Linked DNA regions of Sus scrofa: region 2 is linked to region 1. The links are chromatin contacts, called in public Hi-C maps. All regions are on one chromosome and are shown on one strand. The core of a region is the stretch at or near the end of the contact, and the rest is flanking DNA. Distances in the headings are between cores, read along the strand shown.

Region 1 (3,894 bases), core at 220-2,719:
CCTGGATTCCTCACTGATGTAGCAATTTACTTAGTGGATGATGCATATTTTGAAGAATTTTAGTTTATTTTGCACTTCCTCCTGGAACATGGGATGATACCTTTAAGAAATACAAAGGATGCTGTTTTCTCCAAAGTCAAGAATTAAATTAAAGTAAGTAAACGTTGAATGGGAAAGGCAGAAGCCTCTATGTCAGCTCTGTATGACTTCAGATCCTTCTTAGTGATGTGGGTTTTGGGGAGGGAAAATAGCCGGCATAGAAGACATTCCAAGACGATTTTAGAGCTTGATTTGTGAATCTGACTACCAGAGGGCTTAAAATATGGCAGCAAGAAGAAAGGAGTGCCCCAAGCTCATGGGACCTCGAAGGAAAAGAGAGCCAGGTTTCATCCGCAGACGTTTCAAAGCATGACACTTGCGGTAACAAAATTGCACTGCGAAAGTAGCGTGTTATTATCTGCTTTTCAAGATGGGGACACGTAGACAGGGAATGGCCTCTTCTAACACGAACAACTTGCAAGTAGCACTGCTGAGCTTCCACCGCACTGAGCGGAAAGCTGGCCTGCTTCCACCACGCTTCGTAAAAATGTAGAGAAATCTTGGTTTCACTATCTTCTCGTGACTTGAACCGAAAGTTTAAAAGGGATTCTTAAAGTGCACATCGCTCCAGACCTTACGCTTAATGACTAGCGTATACTGAAGAGGAGCGGCGGAATGGAGGACCGCTACCGGGGGCCGAGCGCCGGGAAGGAACCGTGGGGTGTGAGACCCCGGGCCCCCAGGGTTGAGCCGGACAGCTGTTTGCGCGGTGGGGGCGAGATGCTCGCGCTCCGGCGCAAAGGGCTGTCTCGGGAGGGCTGTTTTGCAGCGAGGCTTGTTTGGCTCGCAGCAGGGCGCTCCCGCGGGAGGGAAAGCGGCGGCGTGCAGAAGCAGTCTGGGAGGCGCGCGGCGAGCAGGATGCTCCCGGGCCTGGCCGGCGCGCGTACGTGTATGTGCACGGCGGGGAGATGCAAGGCGTGTGCAGGGCACGGGGGGGACGGGCGCCAGGCTCTGCAGCATGGAAGGCCAGCGCCGCCGGGTGAAAATACCGCGCAAAACCTTGGCTCGCGAGTTGCGGGGAGCGGGCTGGGGGAACCGAGCGGGCGAGCAGGGCCGGGGTCCTCGCCTTGCGGTGGAGCGCGCTAAGGCGAAACCGCAACATCCTAAGACGAGGAAGGACGCGGCGAGGGTTTCCACATATCCCAAGTGGAGCGCGAGCCTTCAGGACTCGCACCCGCCCAGGCAGGCGAGGCGCGCACACATGCGAACCCCGGCGCGCTCCCAGCGCGGTCTAGGGAACCACAGCTCAGGCGGGTATTAAGGGGGAAGAAGGGGGCGCGGCCTGGCTGGCACCAGCCAATGGGCCTGGGAGGGGCGCGCGGGGGCGGAGCTCAGGTTCAGAGTGCCGATTGGCCAGTTGCCCCTCCGGTATGCAGATACGGCGGAGTCACGTGCCAGGGGCTGGGACGACTTCCTGTTGGAGGCCAACGCGGGGCGGGGAAGGGGGCGCGAGCGCCCCGTCTGGCTGGAGCGGGGGGAGGGGGGGTTCTTGTCAGTTAGAGCAACAAGATGGCCGCGGTGGCAGCTCCGCACCTCAGCGCGACGGCCCCGGGAGCCCAGCCGCCGCCGCCGGCCCCGCCGCCCCGCAGCCCTGAGCGCCGCCCCGGCCGCCCCCACCGCCCCTGACAGGGCCGTCCCCGCGCTCGCCTCGTTCCTGCCGCCGCCGCTGCGGGCCCGCCGGAGCCGGAGGCGGAGGGAGCGGAGCCGGCCGAGCGCAGAGCGCCGAGCGCCGCCGCCGCCGCCTCCTCGGATCCCGGGCCGCGCCGGAGCCGCCGTCCCGCCCGCGGGCGCGAGGAGGAGGGCGCGCTGCGGCGTCGCCGGGGCCGGACCTGGACCCACCGGGACGCGTCGCCGCCCACCCGCCTGCGCCGCCGCCGCCGCCCGCACCGGGACCTGAGCCCGCGGCGCCGGCGTTGAGCGGGCCCCCGCCGCCCGAGCGCCCCGCAGGCCCCGGGGCGGCCGCCCGAGTGGTTGTCGCCGCCGCCGCCAGGCCCGCGCCGCCGGAGCCCCGCCGAGGAGCCGCCGCCGCTGCCGGGGACGGAGCCCAGGTGAGCGCGGGCAGGGCCTCCGACCGCCTCAGCCGGCCGAGCTGTTGGCGTCGCCTTTGTTCGGCCGGCCCGGAGCGCGAGGGGTCGCGGGTCCCGGCGGGAAGGGTGCGCGGCGCGGGGCGGCGGGAGGAGCCGCCTGCGGCGCGGGGCCCGGTGCGTGCGCGCGCGGGGAGAGGTTCGCCGGGCCCGGCGCGGTCGGAACGGTCGGCGCGGCGACCGGGCGGTTGCGTGTGTGGTGTGTGCAGCCGATGCGGTTGGTGGAAGTGGCTTTCCCCGAGCACGCATCCGCGGGTGTTGCATTTCTGAAGGCATGCACGAACCCAGCGTTTTCGGTGTGGGGCCTCCCGCGCCCTTGTTTGGGGGAGAGCAAACGCGGGCGTGCTCGGGCGAGCGCGGCAGGGCCCCTCGGCCTCCCGCGGGTCTGGAATCAGGTGGGCTGCTCGCCGTGCTGCAGGCTGCGCGGCGATGCTCACGAGGAACGCGAGCCGAGCCGCAGTCGCCTGGCTCTCGGAGCACGGAACCCGAGCGCCTCTGGGCCACCTCCGCTCGAGCGGCGCCTCGTCTGCACCTTGGCCTGGTGGATGAGAGTTGTTAATAGGTTGGTGCCTATTAACGTGCAGATGCAGATGCAGGGTTCCCTGCGCGTTCACCGGGCGGAGAGCCGAGCGGTTCGCTGCAGGTCGCTCGGAGCTTTGGGAATCTCACGGAAGATGCAGGATCGCTGCCTCGACCTCGCGGGCGGGGGAGGAGGAGCCGGAGGTCCTGGCTGCTCCTCCTGCGGTGGCAGGCACGCCACAGCCTCGGGGATTCTGTAGGAAAAGAGGGGAACTGCCTGGAACCCTTGCCTCTGTCAGATGAACCTCCATTTGAGTGGTCTGCTCGGTTCTGTCTAGGCATGACCTGCAGGCTCTGAACGCAAAATGGTGCTCTGGAGATGCCCAACTTGACGTTGCCAAGGACTTGCAGATTGGAGGCGTCTGGCTGATTTGCTCCATTGTGCTGGGGAGGTTCGGGTTTTCTCCTGTATCCGGCGTTCCCTCCGCTGTGTGCGGCCCGCGTAGGTGGACAGTGTATGACGATCACGGTGGAGAGGCCGCTGCGTCTCTGAACGTAATTTGACCCCGCAGAAGACTTGTTTTATGCAAGTTATTTCCTACATTTAGAACTGAGTAACTGTGGGGATGAGTTGAGGCTCTGGAAATGTGGCTTGAGTAATCTCAGAGGACAGTGGCGGCCACTCTGAAATGTGTAGGGAGTGTGACAATTATATGCATAGATTCCAGACTTGTCTGTACTATGTGAAAGAATGAAGGATAGAACTTAGCCCAAGGCCAGATGAACTTGGTTGGCGGGGGGGCACCTTGAAGACATTTACACCATTTCAGAACCACAGACGTGATGACGGTCTCTGGACACCTTTCAGTGCGGCACTCCTAGGATGCTTTGTTGGGGGAAATGGTGCAAAATGAGATGTTAAAAACGACTAGCCCAGTTGTACTATTCAAATTCGTTTTAGTCTTGGTATTTACAGAAGATGATACTGGCCGGAATCGGTTTTACCTTGATTACCTCTACTGAAAGGTCTTTTTTTTTTTTTTTTCCTACAGAAAGTTTTTAGTATTTGTATTTTCACAAGAATAGAGGTTCTTAGAGTCTGTCTTTCTTTTGCACATTGGATCATGAGAAAGCAATTGCCCGGAATGTGGTAATAGTAAAAGTATTGGTTGAGTTAAATTATAATGACACA
Region 2 (4,029 bases), core at 328-2,827, 390 kb before region 1:
GCTTGCGGCTCCAGGGCCTGGTCAGAAGCCAGTGAGATGTCAGGGCGGAGGCGGCAGCCCGGGGCGGGGGGAGGGCAGTGTGTGTGCCCATGCCATGCTGCTAGGCACACACAAATGGGCACTGAGACTGGCCACCAGAGGTGGGGCAGCTGTGGAGAACAGCAGAAGGCACGGCTGGCGAAAGCACATCTTGTTTCTGTTTGCGCCCAGTGTCGTGGGCCAGCTGGCATGGATGGCGCGTGGGGCCAGGGTTCCCTGTGCTCTGCCTGGCAGGGCGGCAGGGCAGGGCCCTGGGAGGATGGTCACTCCACTGGCCTGGCTGGCAGGGGCCTCTGGCCCAGCCTTCATTTCTCAGATGACCGAGCCAAAGCCCAGCTGGGTGACCACCCGGGCACCAGAGAGCGGAGGCGCAAGGCTGGGAGGGGTCCCTCGGGAGTCAGAAGTGACGGCAACGTCCTGGCACCTCCCGGGCGGAACGAACTCTGGCGTTTTTCATGCACCAGACAAACGGTCGTCTCTGCGCCGTCACAGCCGTGCCGAGCATGGTGCCCTCGGCCGAGGACAGCACAGCGTGCAGGACGCGGGCACCTTCTCCTAGGCTGTGCCTGAGGACGAGCTGGTGGTGCTTTCCATGAACTCCTCATCTGGATGTGTTTTCATTAAAAAAAATACTTATTTCTTTCAAAGCTCCGTTAAAAGCTGGTTCCAGATATGAATGAAAAGGAGAGCCCCTCCCCCCAGGGGGCTCCCCATGTTCCTTGACTTTGGTCTTCACTTCTAAGTCAGAGCTCAAGCCTCTCGGGGGAAGCGAGGTGCACCTTGTCCCTGCTGGGAGCTCCGGCAAGTCCCTCTGTGGCCGGAGAAGGGAGGGCGTTGGATCAGTGCGGCCAGTGCGGCCCCGGCCGTGTCTCCCAAGCGCACACCAGGTGGAGGAGGTGGGGCTGGGGCCGGGAGGCCTGGCCTGTGTGTTTCAGGGTGGGGGCCCGTCCGGCCAGATGCCCCACCCGCCAATTTCCAGAATCAGCCGTCACTGCTCATGCTTCCCCGGGCTGGCATTTAAGGTGTGTCTGGCTGGCTTTTGGCTGCTGCCCAGCCCTGTCCAGGAGGGGCTGGTGGCGAGGGGCTTGGGCAGGTGCAGGTGGCCTCAGGGGACCTCAGATCTTCTCTCTCCTCCTTCTCTCGGGAGCGCCTGGCTCTGGCCTGGTTTGGGACCAGGGGGCCTGAGTCCTCTCTGCCGCCAGGCCCCCTCCAGCCCTCTGGGGCTGCAGCCTTGCCCTGGGAAGATGCCGGCGGGCTTGTCAGCAGGGCCAGGATGAGTCACAGAGCAGTGACTGGCCGCTGAGACACAGGCCGCTCCTTCCAGCCCAGGGTCGACGTTTTTCCTTGTTCTGGACTGGCTTTGTGGCTTTTCCAAATCAAGCAGTTTTATCTTGTTCCAAGCGCTTGTATTTCAGCAGGGAGATTCTCCAGGAAGGGAACTTTCCACTGGGAGGCTGTGACTTAGCTCAGCTGGGCCGTGGGGTGGAGAGGGGGAGTTGGGAACGGCCGCGCGGTGAGTCGTCAGCAGAGAATGTGGACGCTTCTCCGCTTGGTCATGAAGGTTGGCCTGGGAGCTCCAGGCCGCACTGTCACTGGACGTCTGCCCTTGGCTCGCCCAGGGGGAGAGAGCTGGCACCCTGTTCTGCTCCGGGGGGTCCTGTGTCATGCACATGGGAGGGCAGGGAGCTGGACAGCCCCCACCGCGGGAGGTGTGCCGCTCTGCTGTCCCCTCTTGTCTCTGGATCCCCAGGCACTTGGCCGGGCAGACACTGGTTGCTGGCTTCCCGGACCTGCGTTGCCCTCTCTGGCTCTACTTGCCTCGTCTCTAAGACGGGAAGCTTGGCCCGAAGCCCTCCTGGCCCTCTTCCTCCTCCTGCTCTGACTGGCGAGGGCTTGGTTTCCGGGGTTGCTGTAACCAGGTACTGCGATCTGCGGAGCTTCCACCAACAGCAGTTGGTTCTCTCCCAGCTCTGGAGGCCAGAGGTCCAAAATCAAGGTGCCCTCAGGGTTGGTTCCTCGCGAGGCCCCTGGGGAGCACCCTCTCCAGGCCACCCTCCCAGCCTCTGGTGGCGGCCAGCGCTCCTTGGCAGCCTGGGCTGGCGGGTGCCTCGCCCGGTCCCCGCCTCTGTGGTCACACAGCCCTCTTCTGTGTCTTAAATCTCCCGCTGCTTCTCTCTCATAAGGACACTTGTTCCTGGGTTTAGGGCCTGCTCGGAAAATCCAAGATGACCAAGACTCAAGGTCCTTGTCCTAATTACACCTGCGGACTCTTTTTCCAAATAGAATCACGTCCACAGATTCCAGTGGACATGAATTTGTGGGGTGGGGGAGCTCCATTCAACCCCCTCCAGTCCCCATGCATCCTGGATGCACAGGCTGAGTCTGTGTCCCAAGACCTCCCACTGTCCCTCTCCGGCCGCTAGCCTTTGTCCACTCTGGTCGCCAACCCCTGGTGAGCCGTGGGAAGCGCAGTCCACATGGATTCTGGGGGCCCGCCTGCTCCCCTCCCGTGCACCTTCTTGCCTGGAGCTGCCCTTGTCCCCCTGGCGTAACCACTGCGGGGGGAGGGGAGGCCAGGGCAGGCCCTGGGATGGAGTGGACCTAGGACGGACAGCTATGGCACCTGCCTCAGCCCGCCTGCTAAGGGCACTGTTGCTGGTGCCTTGTCATTTAAAAAAAAAAGATTGGCGTATAGTTGACTTAACCAAGTTGTGTTAGTTTTAGGAGTACAGCAAAGCAGATCAGTTGTATAATACACACAGAATACAACGTCTATGGCGTGTGTATTATACTCTGTACACTGTATAATATACGTAGTTAATATGTATAAATCCGTTGTATTGTATATACAACACAACTATGTGTATATATGTATACACACACACACACATCCATTCCATTTCAGATTCTCTTCCCATATCGCTTGTTGTACACTCTTTTTTCTCTTTTTAGGGCCGCACCCGCGGCATATGGAGGTTCCCAGGCGAGGGGTGGAATCGGAGCTGTAGCCGTCGGCCTACACCACAGCCACAGCAAGGCGGGATGCAAGTCACACCCACGGCATATGGAGGTTCCCAGGCTAGAGGTTGAATTGGAGTTGCCCACAGCCACAGCAACGTGAGATCTGAGCTGCGTCTGCAACCTAACACCAGATCCATAACCCACGGAGTGAGGTGAGAGATTGAACCCGTGTCCTCGTGGATCCTAGTCGGGTTCGTTAACCGCTGCGCCGCCACGGGAGTGCCTCTCATTGCAGTTTTGATGAGCGTTTCCCTCGTGGTTGGTGATGCTGGGCGCCATCTTCCCCTGTTGGCATCTGTTTGTCTTCTTTGGAGACACGTCTGCCGAGGTCCTTTATCAGTTTTTAAATTGGGTTGTTTGTGATTGAGTTGCAGAATTTTTAAAACATATACTGAAAATGAATTCTTCATCAAATGTGTGATTTGCAAATATTTTCTCCCATTCTATGTGTCGCCTTCGCATTCAGCTGAGAGTCATCTTGGATCACGGAAGTTTTTAACTGTGATGAAGCACCGTTCGTTTTTTCTTTTGTTGCCTGTGCTGTCGCTGTTCTTCTTCGCAACGTCCTCAAAGCGTTCCCTCCGTGTTCTCCTAAAGGTTTTACAGCTCTCGCGTTGAGGACTTTGAGCCCTTGTGAGTTCTTTTGTTTATGGTGTGAGGTAAGGCTCCAGTCCTGGGCTCTGACTTAGCTTTCCTCACACCCAGCCTGGCTCCTCCAGGTGGCAGGAAGTGGAGAAATCCTGGGTGGGGCCTGGCCTTGACCGTCCCCTCTCTGGCCGGCCAGGGAACCTAGCTCTGGTGCAGGACAGCTGGACATGGGCACTGGCAGGGCCGCCCAGACGGGGGTTGCATTGACAGGGGGACCAACCTGGGGTGCCCTGGGATCATTGTCAGTGTGCCAGTACTCTCAGTGGTTTCAGTGCCTGGCCTGCCTGTGAGACTCGCTGTCTGTGGGTCAGTGTCTCTGGG

The links. A called contact is a pair of places that touch in the nucleus more often than the background predicts.
Region 2: a contact with region 1 is called in a Hi-C map of embryonic fibroblasts, with 2.0 times the contacts expected there. The contact joins two enhancer-like sites. A contact is called at or near these places in 3 of 47 Hi-C or Micro-C datasets (embryonic fibroblasts, fetal skeletal muscle and omental adipose tissue) and 1 of 2 datasets of contacts at active chromatin or transcription factors (skeletal muscle).

What each region holds. Positions count from the first base shown.
Region 1 is chr12:3,985,991-3,989,884 of Sscrofa11.1, reverse strand. No RefSeq gene overlaps it. Among named protein-coding and RNA genes, the nearest start is that of TNRC6C, 49 kb to the right of the region's middle. Within about 2 kb of position 1,469, at least 73 of the 83 cell types and tissues checked have an H3K27ac peak or open chromatin away from gene starts, as enhancers often do. A contact at or near this core is called in embryonic fibroblasts, omental adipose tissue and skeletal muscle, where this site is marked.
Region 2 is chr12:4,374,114-4,378,142 of Sscrofa11.1, reverse strand. No RefSeq gene overlaps it. Among named protein-coding and RNA genes, the nearest start is that of SEPT9, 29 kb to the right of the region's middle. Within about 2 kb of position 1,577, at least 37 of the 83 cell types and tissues checked have an H3K27ac peak or open chromatin away from gene starts, as enhancers often do. A contact at or near this core is called in embryonic fibroblasts, omental adipose tissue and skeletal muscle, where this site is marked.